2 separate regions of the Mus musculus genome follow, and region 2 is linked to region 1. The links are chromatin contacts, called in public Hi-C maps. All regions are on one chromosome and are shown on one strand. Each heading gives the region's core, a stretch centred on a gene start, on an enhancer-like site or on the middle of the called end of the contact. The rest is flanking DNA. Distances are from core to core; before and after follow the strand shown.

Region 1 (3,683 bases), core at 893-3,392:
CAAACATCCTCTAAAACATAGAACTGTCTCCCCACAACAAAAATCAATCATCCCCAAAGATTAGCTATGCCAAGGAGGGATGGCTTCTCTACCAATCAGCCAGTAAGTTATTTACCAAGTTCTTACCATGTACCACCTCTGATCAAACACAGGGCATGTCTAACAAGTGGTAACCTGTTGGGTGAGAAACTGGCTTTCACTCTCAATGTCCTGCACAAATGTAACCCTCTTCAGAAGGATGGAGCTGGGGAAATGGTTCAGGGGGTAAAGATACTTGCTGCCACACCTGAAGACCCACATGATGAAAAGGGGAAACAGACTTCTGAGAGAGACGTCCTCTGACCAGAACACAGGCACCATGGCTTGTGGGTGAGTACACATACACACACAACACAAACACTTATAAATGTAATTTTTTACAAAAATTTTAAGAAAATAACAGCTGGGCGGTGGTGGCGCACACCTTTAATCCCAGCACTTGGGAGGCAGAGGCAGGTGGATTTCTGAGTTCGAGGCCAGCCTGGTCTACCAAGTGAGTTCCAGGACAGCCAGGGTTATTAAAGAAACCCTGTCTTGAAAAAACCAAAAAGAAAAAGAAAAGAACAAAATGCTTCATGACTATGAATGTTATTGTCTAAAATTTTGGTAAGCCCTGATCCAAGGATGCCTGTATCTTTGCAGAGCAGGGAGGGACAGAAATCTACCTCTTCCAGAGTCCTACAGACCCAGGCAAGCTGGGGTCCTGCACACAGTCTTAGGGAATACAGTATAAATTTAAGTGTTAGTGTGACGACACACTGGGCAAAATTCCTCAGGAAGCATATTAATCTCTAAAGTAACAAAAATCATGGAGTCAGCTATTTGCTGGATACCAAGAAAAAAATAAACTGACAGGAAAATGGCTTTTCTTCTCATCAGTAAGGGGGTGTCTGATAACCCTCAGAAGTTTCTGTAAGCCAAAGTCCTGGGCACCCGCCCTGCCTGACCTTTAACCTTCCGACCCATTTCACTTTGAGCAGATTTTTTTTTTCCACCCAGGGGACACTGGCTACAGAACTGCTCAGCGGAGAAGCAGGCGCAGCTTCCAGCATCCACACCCGGCTGCTCCCGGTTCCCTGGGGGAATGAGTCACTTTAATCGCAGTGGGTGAGATCTAATCATCGCCCAACATGCCGCCTGAATCAGGTCCGAGAGACGTATAGTGTCCCTATCCCCGCCCAAAGAGAAATCCACGCTGTTTTGGAAAAGGCTGGGTTAAAGGCTCCATTACTAGAAAGACCAAGATGACATCATGCTGGGGAGGGGCGTCTAGGGCCGGAAACCCCTCGACTGTGCCACAAACCCCACAGACTCCCCACCGCGCCCCGCACTCCCATCGCTACACCTAGATCTCAAGACACCTAAGCCCCGCACCTCAGTCTGAACACCCACAGGCAATCTCCCAACTGTCCAAACCCATACATGCAATCACTCTACCAGGGGTCCGCACCCCAGATCTCTGCCTAACATCTCTGCTCCTACCCCAACCCCACTGCCAGATTTGCACCTCCAGGACCCTGCCCCACTCACCAGCACGAATCTTCACTCTACACCTCATCTTCGGGTCAGGACTTGGGACACCACCACCATCACCCCAGTCTGGTCCCCCCGCAGCAGGCTACCAACTCCCGCCAGATGTGCACCCAGGACGCGCGCTCTGCACCCTAAGCGCCCGCGCGGGACCCCCGCCCCACCGCGCGATCTGCACTCCACAGCCCTCCTTCTCAAGCCTGAGCGGACCCGCGCACCGGCCCACACCCCTCTCCCCGTTCCGGCCGAACCCCCCAGACCCCCGGCCGCACCTGCGGACCCCCGGCCGCGCCCCCGCTCAGGCCCGCCCGGCGTCTGGCACTCACAGTTGCGGATGTCGGAGATGAAGACCGCTAGGCCTCGCATCCCGTCCCCCTTGGATACGGCCGGCATCTTTGCGCCCCGGGAGCGGCCTCGGCGGCGGGCTAGAACAGCACGGGCGCGGCGGTCACGCCGAAGAGCCCTGGAGCGCGGAGCCGCCTAGCCACAGCCGCCTCGGGCCCCCGAGCGCCGCTCGCTGGGCTGCGCGCGCGAGCACGCACGACGCACGCGCTGGCGCGCACGCTGAGCCTCGCGCCCGGCGACGGGCGGTGCAAGAGAGCGTGCGCATTCTCGCGGTGCTGGGGGGCGGGGGGAGGACGAGGAGGATGGGGGCGTGGCGCGGGATAGAGCCGGATTGCTGCTTGGAGAACCGGAGCTGTGCGGAGCGCGCAGGCGCTACACCTCCTGGTATCACCGCCTGGTGAAGGATCCTTCCAATGTATACCGGAGTAGCCCCGATCTCGCTCTCACGGGTGAGCCCGGCTTTACCTAGACAGAGACACTGACACCAGTGCGGGATCAACCCAGTGTCACACAGGGGTGTAGGGGAGGAGCGGGCTGCACTAGCACCTACAGCAGTCAACCTTTGCCTGTGCAAACCGGCCCCAGAGCCCTGGCAGTTGGACTGACCTACCCCAGGCCACCGGCGTGGAACCGGAGTGAGAGGCGTTTACAAGCCTCTAAACTGGGACAAAAGGAAGCGCTACTCCAGGTTCCTACTTCCCTTACAAATGGGGAAACTGAGGCTTGAAGCTAGACTGACCACTCTTGCCGAGGTGACTGTTGTCTGGAGTACAACCTCTCAGCATTCATCCAGGCCCCTTTGCTTATTGCTTCTGCTCCCCTGTTCCCCTCTCTAGCGAGGTGGCCCCATTGGATCCTTCCTATGGACCCATTTTGCAGAAGAGCGGGATTGGCCCACCACTCCAGGAAGTGGAGATCATGGTGGCTCTTCCCTAGCTCTCTTCTGTGAAGAGGAAGCTTCACACCTAAGGTGGTTATCATGATCCAGACCCACTAGGCAGAACTCTCTGTCCCTTGCTTTTATACAGATGTGGTAGAGCCTAGTCCAGAGAATAAGAGGCACGACCCTCCTATAAATCAGGCAGTCCACCAAGGTCCCAGGACTGATGGAAGAAACTGAGAACATAATAAGCCAAATCTCTGGTGAGGCTGCTGAATTTGCCTGACTTTTTAAGAGGTGAAAGAGCCAGCACCAGAAAATAAACTTCCTCCAGCTTGTCTGCACCATCAAAAAGATGCTTCTGGGCCATATAAGGAGTGCTGGACAGGTGGCAATAGGAATCCCATTGCTTATGCCCAGACAGGAATGAGACTGCAGGAGATTCTCAGACTCCTCCATTGTACTGACTCTGAGAGTCACCACAGCCATCCTATAGTTAGTATTTTAAATAATTTCATTATAAATTATTTATTGAAAGGGGTGTGCAATGTGGAACTCAAAGGACACTTTGTGAGAGTCAATTTTTTTCCTTCCACCTTGTGAGTCCCAGGAAGCACCTTTACCCACTGAGCCATGTCTAAAAAATGGTTAATCTTGGTTGTCATATTGGATAGGATCTACTACACTCATCATGAAAACAAACATCTGGACACACCTGTCAGGAAGTTTCTAGATTAGTCTGATTGAGGCCCACCATAAATATAGGCTGTAAGGGTCCTGAGCGGAATAAAAAGGAACGGGGTGAGCAACAGCATTCATCTGTTTCCTGGCTGTGGTGACAATGTGACGAGCTGCCTGAGCTCTTACAGTCATGACTTCCCATTCTGAG
Region 2 (3,768 bases), core at 388-2,887, 2.3 Mb before region 1:
CAGGCAAAGGAGCAAGAGCAAGAGCTAGACTCCCTTCTTCCAATGTCCTTATATTGTCTCCAGCAAAAGGTGTAGCCCAGATTAAAGGTGTGTTCCACCACACCTTTAATCCCAAATGAAAGGCATAGCCCAGATTAAAGGTGTGTTCCTTAACTCGGAGATTAAATCTTCTGGAATCCATAGCCACTATGGCTCAAGATCTTCAAACCAAGATCCAGATAAGGATCTCCAAGCCTCCAGATAAGGGTCACTGGTGAGCCTTCCAATTCCGAATTGTAGTTCATTCCAAATATTGTCAAGTTGACAACCAGGAATAGCCACTACAATACACTAGCAAGATTTTATCGAAAGGACCCAGATGTAGCTGTCTCTTGTGAGACTATGCCGGGGCCTAGCAAACACAGAAGTGGATGCTCACAGTCAGCTAATGGATGGATCACAGGGCTCCCAATGGAGGAGCTAGAGAAAGTAGCCAAGGAGCTAAAGGGATCTGCAACCCTATAGGCGGAACAACATTATGAACTAACCAGTACCCCGGAGCTCTTGACTCTAGCTGCATATGTATCAAAAGATGGCCTAGTCGGCCATCACTGGAAAGAGAGGCCCATTGGACACGCAAGCTTTATATGCCCCAGTACAGGGGAACGCCAGGGCCAAAAAGGGGGAGTGGGTGGGTAGGGGATTGGGGGTGGGTGGGTATGGGGGACTTTTGGTATAGCATTGGAAATGTAAATGAGCTAAATACCTAATAAAAAATGGAAAAAAAAAGTTGTATCTACTTTGATTGGTGTTACCCAAACGCAAAAGGGACAGGAATGAGAAAGGGCTCAGGTTGATGCACAGGGAATCCAGACTGCTGTGAGCCAAAGAAGCAGGACACACCCATTCCCTCTGTGAGCTCTCTGTGAGCTCCTACTGACAAAATTGACACAAATTAACTGAACACACCTGCGAAGTGGAAACTTTGAGAGATCCCTTCCATCAGACTGGCCTGTGCTTGTCTGTGGAGCATTTTCATAACCGATGATTGATGTGACGGCCTTGGCCCACTGTGGGTGGCGCTACCCCTGGCTGGTGGTCCTCAGTGGTGCAAAAAAAAAAAAAAAACAGGCTGAGTAAGCCTTCAAGCAAGCCAGTGGGCAGAAGTCCTCTTTGGTCTCTGCTTCAGTTCCTGCCTCAACTTCCCTTCATTACAGACTATGAGCTATAAGGTGAAGTGAGCCCTTTTCCTCCCCAGCTGCTTTTTGCCACGTGTTCATCACAGCGACAGAAAGCAAACCTGACATTACTTTTGGTGGCAGAAAACAAGCCTTTCATGACCTATCAAAAGTCGCTCAGATGGCAAAGGAAATGATCCAGGACGCTCTGACCTTGGGCAACAGCGGGACGCTGAGACAACCTTACTGCGCAGGCGCTCCTTAGGGCCCTACTTTAAAGGGTGCGCTTTGTGCAGGATCTCCGCGGGGGCGGGGTCTCACGGAAGGGCGCGCACTGCGAAAGTGAGAAGGGGTGTGGCTGTGGAGGGCGAAAGGACGGGGCTTCCGGGTAAGACACGGTCTGCGCCGGCGCAGTTCTGGAGGCGGTGCAGAAGCTGGGCTATGACGGCAGAGGGGCGGGGCTATGGCGAGCCGTGGGGAGGGGCCTCTAGGAAACCAAGCTACGCAGGCGTAGACCGGACAGTCCGGCTAGTATCTTCCCTGTGGTCTCCGTTATTACACCGTCCCAGCCTGGAACCTGTAACCAGCATGGGCCGGAAAGTGACCGTGGCCACCTGTGCACTCAATCAGTGGGCCCTGGACTTTGAGGGCAATTTCCAGAGGATTTTAAAGAGTGAGTTTTGGGGTGGCGGGAGACAGGAAGAAGTCAAAGTCCACAATGGGTAGGACATGGCAGTCCAGGCCAGCTTTGCCCAGGAGAGACTCACAGCGCTGGGCGTGGGAACAGATAGAAGGGTAATGCTTGGTGAGCTTTCAGGGCGACTTCCTAATTTGGGGGACATGTGAGGAAGCAAGGCAAGAGTGGAAATAGGAGTGCCCTGCCAGCCAGGCAGACACTGCCCTCATCCATCCTCTAGGATCTGGTGGGTCTCTCTAAGGTTACCTGGGGCAGGGCTGCGCATTCTTGGAACTGTTTCATTGAGATCTAGGCGTTTGCAAAGACTAGAGATCCGTGTTCTAGGGCTCCTGAGGACATTCCTCATGGATTGGCATTGGGAGAAGGCATACTGAAGCCAGAAGAGGTCTCAGGTCAGAGAAGGGTGTTGGCGTTCCATATACCTGTATTGTTGACATTCAGGTCAGCTCATCATTGCCCCCAGAAGATAGAACTGGGGATACTCTGTGCCCAGCTGCAGACTGCTCACCTCAGGTTATCCGTGCTGGAAGCCTCTGCAGGAAGGCTAAATAGGAAAAACAAGAAACAAGCAAAACAACAAGAAAAACCCAAATGTATTATTTATTTCATGTACATATGCACGCCATAATGTGCATGTGGAGGTCAGAGGACAACCTGCAGGAGTCAGCTGTCCTCTTCCACCTTGTGGGTCTGAGTGAGCAGTTCTCAACCTGTGAGCCACAACCCCTGTGAGGGCCAAATGACTCTTGGGCAAGGGTCAAATATCAGATATCGAGCCTCTCAGATATTTACATTATGGTTTATAACAGCAAAATTAGTTGGGGGAGGGGGCAGACGGTCACCACAACATGAGGAGCTGTATTGAAGGGCCATGGTATTAGGATGGTTGAGAACCACTGGTCTAAGTGAACTCAGACTTGTCAGGCTTACCAACGAGTGACTTTACCTACGGAGACATCTGGCTAGCCCAGGCGTTTTTATTTTTTAAAGTAATTTTTGACCTGATTTTGTGGTCAGAGTCTATGTCTTTGCGGTGAAGATGGGCTGCCTTGCCTGCATGTTGGCAGCAGCTCTCAACCTGGGTGCTGGATGCTGACACCAACCTAGGGATGGAAGCCTTCACATCCTGTCTACAGCTTTTCCTTATAGCCAATTTGGGTGTCTGCTTAATGATTATCCATTAAGGTGTGGCTTACCCTCCTAGTACTAAGGTCACCCTACCCTCCCTGTTTCTGAATACCTACACGTGGGTATAGGTGCCTGTTGTCCTCTGCTATTAACAGAAAGGGCTGTAGTTGGTTGGAGCCTGGCTTTGGCTGTATCTACCACAGCAGCCTGCTTTTTCTACCTTTTAATGTATCCTAGCTGCTGAATCCTTCTCCCTCCCTCTCTCTCCATATAGGTATTCAAATTGCCAAAGGCAAAGGTGCAAGATACAGGCTTGGACCAGAACTAGAAATATGGTATGGCTAAGCACACCGGCAGCCCCAACCCCCACCCTTTGGAGGGCAGGTAGTGGAACAAAAGATGGGAAGAAATGGGGCAGAACTGAGAGCAAGAAGATGCATTTAGGATGGCAGCAGCTTGAGAGTGGGCCTTGTTCCGGGCGGGTTGGGGAAGCTGGATAACTTCAGGCTTCCTCATGGTTCAATAGGGGAGTGAGGTTGAACATAAAGCCAACCTGCCTCACCTTCCCTGATGCTGAGGTTTCAATGTCCCGCCAACATTCTTCCATCCCAGGGTGATGGTGTTTAGAGGCAGACTTGGGGGGGGGGCGGTATTAAATCACTGTGAGTGGTATCTTATTATATAAAGGTCCCAGGAAGCCTGCTTGTCTCCCTGACATTAGGCCACCTTCCAGGTGCCTTCTTTGCTAACTGATCGGAGCCAGAATTCGGAGGAGTTATTAGAGGT

The links. A called contact is a pair of places that touch in the nucleus more often than the background predicts.
Region 2: a Hi-C map of B cells shows a contact between it and region 1, with 5 read pairs. The contact joins the promoter of Nadsyn1 here to the promoter of Ap2a2 in region 1. A contact is called at or near these places in 1 of 39 promoter capture datasets (liver) and 1 of 484 Hi-C or Micro-C datasets (B cells).

What each region holds. Positions count from the first base shown.
Region 1 is chr7:141,560,639-141,564,321 of GRCm38.p6, reverse strand. It overlaps Ap2a2 (adaptor-related protein complex 2, alpha 2 subunit), which reads right to left and starts at 2,142. Exons shown (of 22, transcript NM_007459.3): 1 at 1,896-2,142. The coding sequence starts at 1,962.
Region 2 is chr7:143,820,721-143,824,488 of GRCm38.p6, reverse strand. It overlaps Nadsyn1 (NAD synthetase 1), which reads left to right and starts at 1,637. Exons shown (of 21, transcript NM_030221.2): 1 at 1,637-1,830; 2 at 3,257-3,317. The coding sequence starts at 1,746. It overlaps Dhcr7 (7-dehydrocholesterol reductase), which reads right to left and starts at 1,322. Exons shown (of 9, transcript NM_007856.2): 1 at 949-1,322.